4 separate regions of the Zea mays genome follow, and all the other regions are linked to region 3. The links are chromatin contacts, called in public Hi-C maps. All regions are on one chromosome and are shown on one strand. Each heading gives the region's core, a stretch centred on a gene start, on an enhancer-like site or on the middle of the called end of the contact. The rest is flanking DNA. Distances are from core to core; before and after follow the strand shown. Region 1 holds the start of LOC100285302 (metal ion binding protein). Region 2 holds the start of LOC103647382. Region 3 holds the start of LOC100278420. Region 4 holds the start of LOC542622 (voltage-dependent anion channel protein1a).

The links. A called contact is a pair of places that touch in the nucleus more often than the background predicts.
Region 1: a Hi-C map of endosperm shows a contact between it and region 3, with 4 times the contacts expected there. The contact joins the promoter of LOC100285302 here to the promoter of LOC100278420 in region 3. A contact is called at or near these places in 3 of 25 Hi-C or Micro-C datasets (ear, endosperm and tassel).
Region 2: a Hi-C map of leaf shows a contact between it and region 3, with 5 times the contacts expected there. The contact joins the promoter of LOC103647382 here to the promoter of LOC100278420 in region 3. A contact is called at or near these places in 4 of 25 Hi-C or Micro-C datasets (bundle sheath, leaf and tassel).
Region 4: a contact with region 3 is called in a Hi-C map of tassel, with 2.5 times the contacts expected there. The contact joins the promoter of LOC542622 here to the promoter of LOC100278420 in region 3. A contact is called at or near these places in 4 of 25 Hi-C or Micro-C datasets (ear, leaf and tassel).

The regions. Positions count from the first base shown.
Region 1 is chr2:181,880,853-181,884,460 of Zm-B73-REFERENCE-NAM-5.0, forward strand. It overlaps LOC100285302 (metal ion binding protein), which reads left to right and starts at 2,195. Exons shown (of 2, transcript NM_001175031.1): 1 at 2,195-2,536; 2 at 2,663-3,073. The coding sequence starts at 2,371. The coding sequence ends at 2,982.
Region 2 is chr2:181,979,055-181,982,995 of Zm-B73-REFERENCE-NAM-5.0, forward strand. LOC103647382 reads left to right here and starts at 2,154. Exons shown (of 2, transcript XM_008671926.3): 1 at 2,154-2,756; 2 at 2,887-3,737. The coding sequence starts at 2,395. The coding sequence ends at 3,058.
Region 3 is chr2:181,734,491-181,738,218 of Zm-B73-REFERENCE-NAM-5.0, forward strand. LOC100278420 reads left to right here and starts at 2,168. Exons shown (of 3, transcript NM_001374046.1): 1 at 2,168-2,394; 2 at 3,105-3,728. The coding sequence starts at 3,125.
Region 4 is chr2:181,509,130-181,513,303 of Zm-B73-REFERENCE-NAM-5.0, forward strand. LOC542622 (voltage-dependent anion channel protein1a) reads left to right here and starts at 1,902. Exons shown (of 6, transcript NM_001112149.1): 1 at 1,902-2,039; 2 at 2,152-2,219; 3 at 3,271-3,381; 4 at 3,612-3,701; 5 at 3,960-4,168. The coding sequence starts at 1,994.

The DNA.
Region 1 (3,608 bases), core at 945-3,444, 150 kb after region 3:
GATCGAGTCCCTCGAATGGACTGATCACTGACTTAATCGCACCCATCAGGCCTTTGCAGCTTTATGCTGATGGGGGTTACCAGCTGAGAATTAGGAGCCTTGAGGGTACCCCTAATTATGGTCCCCGACACTATTAGCGTTTGATTTTTATAGGATCACCTATTCACCCTCCCTCTAGGTGCTCTCAACGACAACATACATGTAATATGTGAGATTCTTAAATAACATGCTTCTAAACTTTGTTTTGTGATATTTTTATTGTATAATTTAATTTGTATCAGTTTATTTTTGTATTGGTTGTTGACATTTTTTGAGATATTGAGTTCAATTATATATGTGGTGTTTGTTTTTATGTAATCGTTGTGTAAAAATATTTTGTATGTCGTTGCAACGAGCGGGCATCTAACTAGTCTCTACTATACTTAAAGCACTAGTTTCAACGGTCGTCCCACGTCATCTTTTTACAAATAACCCCTCACAACTATTTTAAATTGCCCCGCTGATGACCAAACGGCGGCCCGGCACGGGCCAGACGCCCGCGGGCCCAGGCACGTCATGCCGGCCTGCTGACTATGCTGGGCTGGCCCGTTAGCCCGTCGGCCCATTTGATTAAATCAACGCAGCCCGGTAGCTCGTCGGCCATTTGATTAAATCAACGTAAAATGTTAAAAAATGGTGCAGAAGGTGTGGTTCAAACCCATGCCTTGATGGAAGAAGGACATGAGACACTAGGTGAAGCTGTCTAACCAGTAGAACATCATGCTCAAGTGTTTTTAATATTGAATATAAATTGTATATATGTATATACGTTTTTTGTAAAATAAAAAATATAATCATGTCGGGCCGGGCCAGCACTACGGGCCGAGGCTACAGCCCAAACACGGCACGGCGTTCTTGGCTCTTGCTAGCATTAGGTCGTTTCTGAGACCACATTCGCGCAATGGACTCCATGGTGTCTGAGGTTGCTGAATTGGATGAAGCAACAATGATTTGTCACACTAACAGTAAAAAGAAAGGTTATTTGTTAGTTTTCAACGTTAGTAATTGCTACGAAGTAGAATAATTTATATGGAGCGCATCCAGTTTTTATTGATGCCTGACTTTAGCAATCACTCTATATTTTGATCTATTTTTTTATAAGTTTGAGTTCATATGACTTATTTTAGAAACTTGAGCTAACAAACTTTCTCTTATTTGGTCTCTGTATGGTGGAATTATGTCATTCTATAATCTCTGTTCGTTCAGTCAGTCGTTGTGAACTCTCTTCTAATCGCTAACTTCATTGGCTGTGTTGTACCAAGACATACTGGATGGAGTAAACAATAACATCAGTTAGTCAAATCAAAAAATATTATACGGAGAGCAGAGACAATTAATAATAAATCTTGAAATTTTTTGTATGGATAGTTTATGTGGATATTGTTATAAGCCGTCGCAACGCACCAACAAACAACTAGTATAAGAAAACATAACAGATTAAATGACCCCCTCCTCCTACAATCACGGCCTAATACTGGAATTATCTATGACCTGCAAAGTGGTGGTCCACATGCAGGTACCCGATGAGGGAACAACGGCACAGCTCAGCGGACGAAACGTGGCAGTTGGCGGACCCTGATTGGAGTCCCTGCCCGTCGGTCCCTTGCTGGGAGTGGGACTCCCCTACTGCCAACTTGCTAGTATCTGAAGCCTGGAGCTGGAGGACAGAGCTGAGACAGCCCAGCTCCAGCAGTTGTTGAGCAACCAGCCCACGGCAAATGCATGAGCAGGGTTTTCTGTTACGCGGGTTCATCGAATCATCGCCTCCAGGAATGAGGAAACTGAAGACTGGTTGAGGAGGAGCTAGGGGCATCAATGCAATCATGGGCCCAAAATGTTGTTAGTCTTTACTAGTTACCTTGCAGAAACGGCATGTAAACAACTATACAAAGCTGGCTTTTTTTCCGCGGAGTCCGTTTGCGCTGAACTCGGCAGCGCATCTGGGGGAAACTTCTCGCGGGCGGTCACGCCCACAAATCGATACACGGCGAGGCTAGCTGTAGCTGTACACACACATACAAACCGTACCGGGCCTCACCTGCCTGCAAGGAAGAAGCAGCTCAGGTCAGTGAGCTGATGGTGCCGGGGGGCCGCGCCTGCTAGCTATATATACACACGCGACCTTCTTCTAGCTTGCTAGCTGCCATTCATCATCAGAGCTAGCTAGCTCAGAGAAGAGAAGAGCTGTTGCGTAGCGCGCGCGCGCGCGCTGTGACGACGACTGTGAGTAGCGAGAGAGTGAGTGAGTGGTGACTATTTCAAGAACATCAGCTCGACCGTTTCTTCGACCCCGCGCCCTTTCCTGCTAGTAGCTTTGGAACTAACTGAACCATGGGAGGCACGCTGGAGTACCTGTCGGACCTGCTGGGCGGCTGCAGCAGCAGCAGCCGGCGCCGGTACAACAGGAGGACGCAGTTCCAGACGGTGGAGCTCAAGGTGCGCATGGACTGCGACGGCTGCGAGATGAAGGTCAGGAACGCCCTCTCCCGCATGAAAGGTACAGCAGTCTTTTTATAATTAATTTACACTACTGCTAGCTACTTATTCGTTTAATTTTTCATCGCGTTCGCCGTTATATATCTCAACTGACGATGACGAGGACACCTGCATGATAATTCTTCAGGGGTGCATTCCGTGGAGATCGACCGGAAGCAGTCCAAGGTGACGGTGCAGGGGTACGTGGAGCCTCACAAGGTGGTCAAGCGGGTGCAGGCCACGGGGAAGAAGGCGGCCGAGATCTGGCCCTACGTGCCCTACAGCCTCGTCGCGCACCCTTACGCCGCGCCGGCCTACGACAGGAAGGCGCCGCCGGGCTACGTGCGCAGGGTCGACGCCGTCATGCCCGCCTCCAGCTACGGCGGACCCACGGCGGCCGGCCCGCAGGAGGAGCGGCTCGTCAACATGTTCAGCGACGACAACCCCAACGCATGCTCCATCATGTGAATTTCAATTACTACTGTGTCAAATAGCTATAGACCACGGGTGCAGCTCTCTTCGATCACAGAACAAGTATATGCATGGTCGCCTCGGTTGGATGTTTATGTCCATGACAGAATATATATATATATATATATATATATATATATATATATATATATATATATATATATATATATATATATATATATATATATATATATATATGTCTTTTGTGTGAGCAGCTGGAGTAGATAAGCGTAAAAAATGTTTTCCTCAACTGTAGCCTGTAGGCGGCGGTAGAGTTAATTAGACAAAATATTTTATAAACTAAGACCTTTAATATCCACACAACTCACAAAAGTCATTCATTCAACAACCATAGATATCCAGTTCAATGCATATTTGTCCCAAAGCCATATGGTTCACAAAAGCCATTCGTTCACCAATCGAACAAAGAATTGCATAAGTTCCAATGTAAAAGAAGCATACACACGTACTCAGGAGTACAGGCACTGAAACCGCCGCTTGGATAATTCGCGCTGTGGCCACATTGTCCTATAGGAGGGGTAGGCCGTAGCTCCTCAGCACGCTCAACGACCGAACGACGACGCCATCGCCATGGCTGGCAGCTGCTTCCTGACGCTATGCGC
Region 2 (3,941 bases), core at 904-3,403, 240 kb after region 3:
CTGCGATGGCGGTCAGGCGAGGGATTCCTGCACTGGAGCTTCCTATAAACTGTAGCGGGATTTCTGAAGCTAGTGGAACTTTGTAAAGGCCTCGTAGTGTTACCCTGCCTCGCTTCCTTGGTAGAGGTGTATGGGATTCATGACCCCTTGGCAGATGGGTAACACGGCTTGTGGGTAAAGATGTGCAACCTCTACAGAGTGTAAAACTAGTATACTAGCCGTGCTCACGGTCATGAGCGGCTCGGACCCTCACATGATTAATTTATGGAACCTAAATTCAATTTGTCATGTGCATTTGCATGGGATTATTTATTAATTTTGTTCTATTATTATTATGGTTGGTATTTACTTACATCTAGTAATTGCTAATAAAATTTTGACCAACTTTAAAAGCAATGCTCAGCTTTAACCATTCCCTTTGGTAAGCCTTACACTTCATGAACTCCCACCTTTGGTGAGTTCATACACATTATTCCCCACAACTTGTTGAGCGATGATCATGTGTGAGCTCACCCTTGTTGTCTCACACCCCCCACAGGAGAAGAACAGGTGGTTCAAGAGGAGCCGCATATCGAGGAGTTCGATTCGATCTAGGTGGAGTCTCACAGTTGACTTTCTGGCGCCAAGGATAGTTTTTAGATCCTGCTATATTTATATTTTATTTTGTAAGACTTCCGCTATGTAATAAGTACTCTGATTATTGTGACATTTATCTCTATACACTCTGTTATTATATATGTTGTCTTCTTTGGCGCATGTATGAGATGCACCCGGCTTTGTCCTTTAAAACCGGGTGTTACATCTTTGTTGTGATCTTTAGTTGATAAATGATGCATTGAACTATATGATAACTTTTGAATTGGTTGATTTTGAGCATTGAAGGAATTTAATTAAATATTGATTGTAGTTGTGAGTATGTGGATTATTTTGATGGGTGTTTAGTAATGGACCTAGAAATCTGTTTCCTAGATCCTTATACATGTACTCGATCTGTTTCAAATTATAAGATATTTTGATAAATTTTAGGTATTTTGTTTTACTATGTATCTATATATAATATATATCTAAGTGCTTAAAAAAGCTATGTATCTAAAAATATCAAAATGTCTTATAGTTTAGAACGTATAAAGTACTTATCCTCAACATTTACCTAACCACATGTTTTCCTACATAATCAACTAAGAACATGAACATCATTCTTAACCACATGTTTCCCTACATGATTAATTAAAATATTCATGTTTTCTATAGAAACACTAAATGAAATAGCTTCCTCTAGAGTACTAAATGTCATAGCCCACGATTTAAAATCTTGATCATCCCTCGTGTACTCTTATAGCTTACAAATTGCAAAGAAAATAATCACAGTACTTTTAGGCCTAGCATTGTGATTTTTTGACCAAAAACTATTGGTTGTGAAAAATGCTGACACTAATAATGCACACCGAACCATAAAAAGGGAGGAGAGAAAAAAATGTAAATTCGTATGCAACAAAAAAATTGAATATATGTGACTTTACCTCAAAAATAATGAGATATACTTCGAAGAATTTGTTGATTGAGCAATTTGCTTGGGAAAAATCTGTCATGCTATCAACTCCCTCTGTTTCAAATTTTAACATAATTTACTTTAATTTAAACTTCAACAAATTTGACCAAGTTTATTGTTTTAAAAAAAATAATATATATTAACTTTTACATGTTCAAAGAAAATATACTATCAAAACATATTCCAAGTAGAATTCAAAACAAGAGGATATCGTAGATATCGATGTACTTCATATAAAAGATACGGTTTTAAGAAATTTAGTCTAGAATAAAATTTAAAATAGACTATATAGTTTTGAATGGCTGGAGCAGATCAACGAGCGAAGCTGACAGCTGATGCTAGTAAAAACCTGTGAGATGGACAGGAAGTAAATTCAGCAGCGGCGACAGATCCCCGACCGAGCGCCACGAAGAGAACAAAACCGCAATGATCGTTGATCGAGCGAGCCCCCCGCTGAACAAAATGACAAAAGCGACCCCCAGGACCCAGGGACGTGGAGGAGGCCCAGCGCTGACGTGGATCTGACGGACCACCGGGACGCATCCGACGGCCGGGATCGTCCCGCCCCTTCTTTTATCCCCGGCCCGGCCCTCTCCATCCCGCACACGCACAGCACAGAGCTCACCCACCACTTCCCGTCTCCTCTCTCCTGTCCTGTCCTCCACACCACACGCGGGCACGAGAGAGACACAGGGAGAGAAGAGAGCTCGTGCTTGCATTTCCATTGCCGGCGCCTCTTCCTGTGATCGTCGCAGCATCACGACCGCACCGCACCCTTGCGTTAGCTCTGTCTTCTTGTCGTACGTACGTTTATTTCTTTGCTTGGAGCTAGCGGTAAAGGAGATATGGTGGGGAAGAGGGAGCGGGACTGCAAGAACCCGGTGCGCCGGACCACGAGCATGACGGAGTTCGCGCTCGCGGCGGTGATGGAGGAGGACGACGAGGAGGCCCAGCTGCCCGACAACGGCAGCAGCAGCAGCCGTGGCGGTGGGCAGCACCAGCAGGACTGGCTGTCCGCGCTCGGCGGCGGCGCCGCCGCAGCGCAGGAGGACTGGATCGCGGCGTACCGCGCCCGCGCGGCGCCGGCAAAAGCGGGGCTCCGCCGCAACTCGGCCGACTACTCGGCCGTCGAGACCGCCGCGTTCCTCCGCGCCTGCGGGCTCTGCCGGCGCCGTCTCGGCCCCGGCCGCGACACCTTCGTGTACAAGTACGTGTTCGCTCACCTGCGGGCTATTCTTGTCTTGAACCTGCGGCTGCGCGTCCTGAAACTCCTTTTTTTTTCTTCGATTCCCCCCGCTCACCTATATGGATGGCTAATTGGCTATACCTGTATGCAGGGGCGAGGCGGCGTTCTGCAGCCTGGAGTGCAGGGAGCGGCACATCACGCAGGAGGAGTGGAAGGACAAGTGCGCGGCGACGTCGATCAAGGACGCGGGTGCGGCGAAGGTCGTCAGCGGCCGCCGCCGCGCCGGCGAAGGCAAGGCCGGGGGCACGGTGGCCGCGGCATGACGAGGCGCACGCCCACGCAGAGGCTACACCTACTGCCAGTGCCAGCTTCTCCTCGACTAGGCAGCTGCAACTGCAAGCTCATCATCGATCGATCACTCGTCCACAACCACATCTATACCAGTCAGCATATTATTATTTATTTATATAAACCACCAGCTTAGCTCAATCGATTAGTTACCCGGATCGATCGCTGCATGCATGCAAGCCGTACAGACATCTACATGTACCATTAGAGCTAGCTCCAAGCAAAGAAATAATACCCTCCAATCCCGAGAGGAAATAAGTTCATTCCTACCTCAATCCTCTCCAATCTCGAAGGGGATTTGAGATTTCTAAAGTAGCTCTTAGCTTGATTTCATTGAGCAGCATGAGTATACTTGTGTAGGGGGGGGGGGGGGGGGGGGGAGTTAAAAGTGAAGGGAAGGAGAAGGGGCCAAAGTGGCTGCCGCACTAGCTTTGCAGATATGCGCCGCGCCACAGCAGAGTCGCTGTTGGGGTCGTCATCGGCTCATCGCCATAACCAAACATGTTATTATCAGAACAAGACAGTGTGAGTTTCAGTGTTGAGGAAGAATCTTGTGGGATGCATGGCGGTATTATTATCCACCGATACAAATCACCATTTGTACTATTGTAGTATATACTACAACCGTCTTATTATTTTTGCAAGAGTCGTTAGCTATTTCTCTACTATACGAAACAGCGGTTTCCATTGGTTTCACGGTTCTACCATCGACATTTTTTTTAAAAAAAATATTATATTTCTTTATAATCAACCCGATGTTCTTCTATTCACACCTTAAAAGATAACCACTGCAACCTAATCTCGCATCACATCCCCTTCCCTTTAGTTCACCACTTCCTGCTCCATATTTAAATGGTA
Region 3 (3,728 bases), core at 918-3,417:
TCGGTCTTCTGATGCCGAAGCGAGACCAAATAGGGTGTTGGATAATCCCCTTTATATCTTCCCTTTCAGCTAAGTTATTCTTTACATAAAACCATTCTTCCATCCAGGCCCCTGGCCACCTCTTTCGAAACGTTGGAACTAGATAGCTTACATCAGAACGAGGCACGAAGCCATAACAACCAAAGTTATTGTGATATTGCTCCTTGCCAGTAGCCTTCGTATCATACAACAGCTCGTGCATGTTGCAGAAGCATTTTGCACTTAGCTCTAGTCCTTGGCTCCTCACGTCCAAATAAAAATCTTCATCCTGATTATAGCTTCGGGGGTAATCTGATGAAGAAAGATCTCAAAGGTCTTCAACTAGAAATTTACTCAATGGAAACTGAAGCACTACCTTCATGAAACTCCTGTAAACAACAACTTCGTCCACCTCAGGTGCAGGGGCGACGCTGTCCCCTCCAACTCTCACAATGGACATATCACGAAAATATCTTCCTTTCATAGCATCAATCTGGCTCTGTTTGATGGATGACTTTCCGAAGATAGTGTGGCTCGGCCGCCAGGGTCGATCTTCGACATCTTCGTTCCCACTTTCCACATTAAAGTTTTCGCTATCACCAGAATCTGTAGACAAATCAGCTAGCATTTCATTTGTAATCTTCTATGTGTTTGTCTTCTCCATAGCCTCGTAAAAACCAGCTAGAGCAGGATCAACAACTTTCTTCTCTTCAGCCATTTGGTGAGCACTTGTGCAAATGCCGAAACTCACAAATCGAGCAAAATATGACAGAACAAGAGAATTCAACCTTGAAAAATAACACAAGCGATTGAGATGGCGCATCAAATGCTATCACTGCAGGTTCCTATTTATATGCCCAGCGCATTGCACAGGCCCTACATGTCATTGACTTTCGCTATTCTAGCGAAGGGAAGATGTTTTTTCGGACCTTCGGCTAAAGGCCTTCGTTCACGTCGCAGTCTGAATTTGTTAAATACAAAAACAAATTAATACTACGAGGGGCTACTGTTGGGGGCCTTCCTCTTCCGAAGGTCCTCAAAAACTTAACTAACATGTTTCTCAGTATAAGACTGTTACAGGAGGTTTTCGGCCTTGAGATGAAGGTGTGCGTAATATGAAGGTGCGGTATGAAGGAAGGGTGAACGGGCGCCGAAGCTGTGCCTGAAGGACCTTCGGCTTAGCATGATAATGATGGTGAAGGATGGAACCGACTTAAAAGAGAAAAGACCACCTAGTCCTTGATAGTTTGCTTTATGGTCAACAGTAAATGTCAGGGACACGAATGTAATTTTGTCCAGGCTGCCTCATGTGCCTATAAATATATGAACAGTAACACCATACTGTTCACGCTGAATTGTAATCATTCTCGCGTCACTCTCGCTTTTCCATCTTCTGTCAAGCCGAAGGTACAAATATAATAAAAATGTCATTAATGTTTATCCATGTCTATAAAATGGGAGTATAAATAATCTAATGATTTGTAATGATTGTTTATATTCCTTTGTGTTTCATATGTCTCTATTTATATTCTGTTCACTAAAATCATGAAGGTATGCCTTTCATAACCTTCGTCTGAAAATCATTATATGATAGGAGAGATAATGCTTCGAAAGACGAATGTCTCTAATCATTAATAATTATGTTGCTTTGTTTTTTATGTATAGCATATGAAAACAAGGACCAACAGAAGATCTTAAGCTAATCCAATTACTTATCGGAGGAAAAGCATTGCGATCCATTGCAAGGAGGAGTACCATTTTATGTAGGAAAAATATCTAAATTGCCCTTATTATTATCTATAAACGATGTTGTATTTGAGTTGGTTCAATATACTTCTTTATAAAATTTGTATTTTTTATTTATTTATGTATAAACTGAGTTTTCAATATTTATATTTTTGGACATAGTTATAACATAACGTATTTTTTGTTTGAATTGAAGACTAAATTTGTACATAAAAAATAAAAAATTTATTAAGATATAGCTTAAACTAACTCAAATAGATGATGGGATAAATTGAACTAAAAATAAACATCATAGATGAGAGTAGTTTATTTTTTATTTTTTTATTACTTGGCGGTTTCTTGTAGCGCCACTTCAACCCCCTGTCCGCCCTCTGCTTCCACTCCCACGTCGTTATCCGGAAGAGCAACGGGGAGGAGAAAGATCCTCTCCCTCCTCCTCTGTACTCTTCTTTCCCGTCCCCTCCACGTCTCGTCTCCTCCCTCGCTGCGGTGCGGGATACGGGCTAGATTCAGTCAGCGCTCATGATCCGGAGGATCGAGGGCAACAACCAGCGCGGAGCGGCACAAGCCTCACGTGTCCGGGATCTCTTCTCCGCCCAGTAGGCTTCCTTGCCTTCGGGCGGTTTCCAGGTGAGGGAGGGCGACTCGCCTTCGTCTGATTGCTTTCTCTCTTTCTTCTTTCGTGCGATGTTGATAGTACCACCTCGCCCTCGGTGCCGCGCCCGTCGCCACGATCTGGTCTGCAGATGCTCATCTTGACTCCTGTGCGTCCAGTGAAACCCTCACGTGACGGGACTGAAAATGAACTCGACTGGAATCAGTATAGTGTCCGATTGGGGGGGGGGGGGGGGGGGGGGGGGGGGGGGCAAATCCCTCGCTTGCTGCCCTCAGATCGAGGACCCCGTCGAGGAATCGCTGTTTTTTTTTCTGGAAGTTCCCATCCTGAAATTGGTTATCCATGTCTTTTGAGTTCCCCGTTCCGATTGCTCAGGAAGTTTCCCACTCTGGAACCGGCCATTGCTTGATTGCTTCTTGGTCTACCGTGTACTTCAACGTTGCCTTGCCTACATGTCTCAGCATCTTATATATATTTAGACAAGACACTTGTGGTCTACATATCGACTGTAGTGTTGGGTATCTAACCTCCTGGTACCATCTATACTCCTTCAATGCTAAGCAATCATTGACTGATATAGTGATAGCTCCAGCCAACAGTACTTTCAGCATTTCATTTTGTTATATATGCATCTTGTCAATTCTTTGTTTGCCCCTGTTCTCCTGGTGGAACAAGTAAGCGCGTGCTAATCCGATGCCGAACAATTTTTTTTTGTGGCGCACAGGTTGGTAGCATGTGAGAGTGATGGCGGCCGCCGAAGCGAGGGCTGCCTGGCAGCGCGCCGCCAACCGCTGCATGGTCCAGGAGGACGCCAAGCGAGCTCCCCATCTGGTCTGCTGCTCGCCGCCCCTACAACCGCACGACACGAGCGATGGAAATCCTCTGAGCCCGCAAGATCTCCATGTCCCTACATTTGTGCCCATCAACTGGAACCTGATGAACTCCAGCCTGCCCATGGAGACCCAGTGGTGGCTCCAGTTGCAGCCCAACTTTGGGTGCCAGGCAGCCTTAGCTAGGGAGCGCCTCAACTATGTAGGTGCGGAAGCCGCTGAGAAGAAAACGGAGGGTCTAGCGCCAGTACCTAAACTTGAGGATGTCCAAGCAAACAAGGCCGCAGATCCTTTTGAGCCTCCATGGACCATTTCCGCGGCTGTCATGAAGCAAACATCTGGAACGGGTTTGGAAGAGTTGAAGAATCTCGCTTGCTATACCCCAGTGAGCCTCGACTGCAAAGGTAGTGCCAACAGATGTGTTTCCGAGGATAACAAGTTTACAGATTTCAAAGCTTTCGATCCTCTCTTCCCTAAGCCACAAAAGGAATACTGCGAAATGCATGCCCCCTGGAAAG
Region 4 (4,174 bases), core at 652-3,151, 230 kb before region 3:
AGAAAGAATGAGAAAGAAAAGAAGCGATCCAAGCGCAAGAGCTCAAATGAACACAACAAATCACTCTCTCTAATCACTAAAGCTTTGTGTGGAGTTGGGAGAAGATTTGATCTCTTTGGTGTGCCTTGTATTGAATGCTAGCTCTTGTAATGTAGTTGGAAGGTGGGAAACTTGGATGACTTGAATGTGGGGGTGGTTGGGGTATTTATAGCCCCAACCACCAAACTAGCCGTTTGGTGGAGGCTGCTGTCGCATGACGCACCGGACAGTCCGGTGCGCCACCGGATAGTGTCCGGTGCGCCAGCCACGTCACCAGGCCGTTGGGTTCCGACCGTTGGAGCTCTGACTTGTGGGCCCGCCTGACATGTCCGGTGAATTATAGCGGAGCGGATTCCCGAAGCTAGCGGGTTCAGAGTCGCTCTCCTCTGGAGCACCGGACAGTCCGTTGAATTATAGCGAAGCGTCTCTGAGAATCCCGAAGGTGATGAGTTCAGCTTGGAGTTCCCTGGTGCACCGGACAGTCCGGTGCGCCAGACCAGGGCACACTTCGGTTATCCCTTGCTCTCTTTGTTGAACCCTTTTCTTGGTCTTTTTATTGGCTTATGTGAACCTTTGGCACCTGTAGAACTTATAGACTAGAGCAAACTAGTTAGTCCAATTATTTGTGTTGGGCAATTCAACCACCAAAACCAATTAGGAAATAGGTGTAAGCCTAATTCCCTTTCAAATAGGGACTCCAATACTCGCTAACCGATGCTAAATCCCTTATTAGGGTTAGGATATCAGACAAAAAGTCTCCCCATTGGTATAAATATGAGACAAAATATTCACCCATTAGGTAAGCAGAAATGGGTTTGGAAAGAAATCATCCAAAACCAATTAACCATGAGTAATATTCACCTAGTGAAATTAAATGTGTGTCCTAATAGATAATAAGCACAACAACTAACTCAATCTCTTTCAACTAACTTAATCTCTTTCAACCCTTTTAAGCACCCATCCACCTAGCCTAGGTGGTCAGCCACTAGCCGTCCCATCCACTAGTCCATATGTTTTTTTTTTGTGTTTTGCTGTTTTGTATGGTTAAACATATTTTTTTATTAAATGTCAGATTTATTGGTAGTGTATTATTGTTAGGTGCCGTGTGACTGTTAATGTCATATGAAATATAATTTAATAGTGTTTTCCTTGTCATGGATGAGGACCCATTGAGACCCTATATCAGAATAAGGATGTGTATGAGATGAATCTTATATCATAATAGATATAAGTATGAAAATAGGGATGTGTATAACTTCATGAGACCGTGTCCAACAAGGACCTGTATGTGGTTCTGTACGCCAAATTTACAGGACGCCGAGCTCCTTTGTTGGTCCAGCAACGGACGGTAAAGCCTCCGGTAAAATACCGGACGCTGCCTGCGCATGCTACATTTAGCGTTTCACTGTGCGTCCGCTACGCAGCCGGCCAGCAGGGGCATAGTGCTGATACGACAAGGATGGCCCACATGCAGCTCGTGGGACCAGGAGCTCACAGGAGGAGGCAACGACATTGGAACATGGGTCGGGCCCACAGTTGTCAAAAAATATAGAATATAGGATATAGAGGAGGAAATTTAGAGAACGCTGCTGGAGATGGTAGAGATATAGAGGATGTAATATTTTAGAGTGTACTGTAAAGGACGAAAAATATTTTTTTAGAGGATGAAATTTAAAGGACGTTGCTGAAGATAGCCTGAGGATGAGTACTAGATGTCTGGAGTCTGAACCTGGTGGAGAATTCCCCACAGAAGGAGAAGGAAAATAAACTAGGGTTTAGCCGGGGCCACACGGCAGGCTCCACGGCGTGGTTATGTCCGCCTTTATTCTCCCCCCACTCGTCTGCTTCGCCTCCACCTATCCGCCGCCTCCCAATCATCCTGCCCCCAAACTCCCACCCCGCAGCATCCCCACGCCACCACACCTCGTCGCGTCGCGTCGTCACCGGCGTGAAGATGGTCGGGCCAGGCCTCTACACCGAGATCGGCAAGAAGACCAGGGGTGGGTATCCGTCCTAAGGATTCCTTTCAAGCTCTGGGGATCATGGGTGCAGTTCGCTGGTTTATTCTCTTCTGTTGGTTTGCTTATTGTTGTTGGTTCGCTTTTTCCGCAGATCTGCTGTACAAGGACTACCAGACTGACCACAAGTTCACCCTCACTACCTACACCTCCAATGGCGTCGTAAGTGCTTCGCTCCGTTTCGGAACACCCCGTTTCCTCTTGTTCAGCTTCGGTCCTTTTACTAGGGCGTTGCTTTGTGCTTTCTCCGGACTGGAATGAATCTGGTTGACGTAGCTGTGGGATGGGTTCATGATCTTCTATTGGATTCGTCTGCCGGCTTCGGATTCTCTTGCTCGATCTTAGCGAGTGACTGTTCCAGCACAAGAGATTATTTATTGATTAGATTGGGGTTCCTGCAGAGCCCTGCTTATTAGTTGTGCTCTGTGTCTATCTGCTGGTTGGTTTTTTGATGTAGAGTACAGGATTCGGCAATGTGTGATTTACATGTGATGCTCTTTCACTAGTTTTAAATAAGTGGGTTGCTAGAGAAACCCTCTTGAGTCATGACCAGTGGAGGAAAGGGTTCGAATAAAAAGGGACAGTGGAACCCCTCGCGGTTGTGTTTCTAATAAAAACTGGAGGTGATGTGAAATAGCAGCAAGCTCGAGTTACATAACTGGTGTCGGGCTCAATTTTCAAGGGATGCTACACATGTTTGCACTATGTGGATACTGGGAGGACAGTGTGGGTAGTCAGTTATTGAGTAGAATAATTAAGGAGCTGAGCGATGTCAACGCGTGCCGTTGGATTTCCTTCCACGGTTGCTATGTGAGTAAATTGCTGGTTTTGATGAGTTTTAGATTTGTAGGAAAAATGTATCTGTACTGAACTAAAACAATGAGAATAATAAAACTATAACCGAAGTATCAAACACCTGGAAAAAAGATTGTGTTGAACCCCAATTATGCTGTTACCTTAATTATGTTTCTCAACTCATATTGACTTTTGCAACTTGCATTTCCGTTGATGTATTGGAATCTGGAATTATGTATGCTCATTGCTCTTGTCTTAATGGTAACACTTGCATGATTTAACAATTAATCCTTTGGTGTGCGTGTATATGTTTGATTGTTCTACATGCTTCTAAAAATTGTTACTATGTTAGAGTCATTTGCATTCATGGCTAGCATATTCTTATGATTTTAATATCCTCTCTTACTTTTTCATGCAGGCTGTAACTGCTTCTAGCACAAAGAAAGCTGACCTGATCCTTGGCGAGATCCAATCACAGATAAAGAACAAGAACATGACCATAGATGTGAAAGCAAACTCGGAGTCAAATGTAAATCTCTCTCTGTATATGTATATACTTAACCCCTGGAAATTGCATCCCTTGCTCAAAATGGACCTCCAACATGTTCATTTATTATGATATCGCCTAGACTAATAATTGTACTTTGACAAACTACTATCAAGCATGCTAATTATGGTGGTCAACAATTTGCTCTCTGACTAACTAGTTGATCTGCCATATTTCTCACGTTCTGACTGCTTGTTTGATGTGATGTTCAGATCATTACGACAATTACTGTTGATGAGATTGCAACACCAGGGCTGAAGACCATCTTAAGCTTTGCTGTTCCTGATCAGAGATCTGGAAAGGTAATAATCTAATTCACTTTATCATTTCTTAAATGGAAGCTTATTCTTCAAAAAAGGGCAGACCTAGTGCTGGAGGCTCCCTCGAGTGGGGTATGGGGAAGAGATAAACCGAGACAAGCATTCCCCTCACAAATATGGAGATGCTGCTTCTGCTTTGAACCACACTCTGGTGACTCAATGAGACAGCTCTCCACTGCATCGGGCCTGCCCTTTGAAGCTTATTCTTCAATGTATTCATTTATTAATTTCTGGCTGCAGGTTGAGCTCCAGTATTTGCATGATTATGCTGGAGTTAATGCAAGCATCGGTCTGACAGCCAATCCTGTAGTCAACCTCTCTGCTGCCTTTGGTACTAAGGCTGTTGCAGTTGGTGCCGATATCTCACTTGATACTGCAACTGGGAACTTGACTAAATACAATGCTGCACTGAGGTTCACTCATGAAGACCTTGTCGCATCCCTGAACCTGTGAGT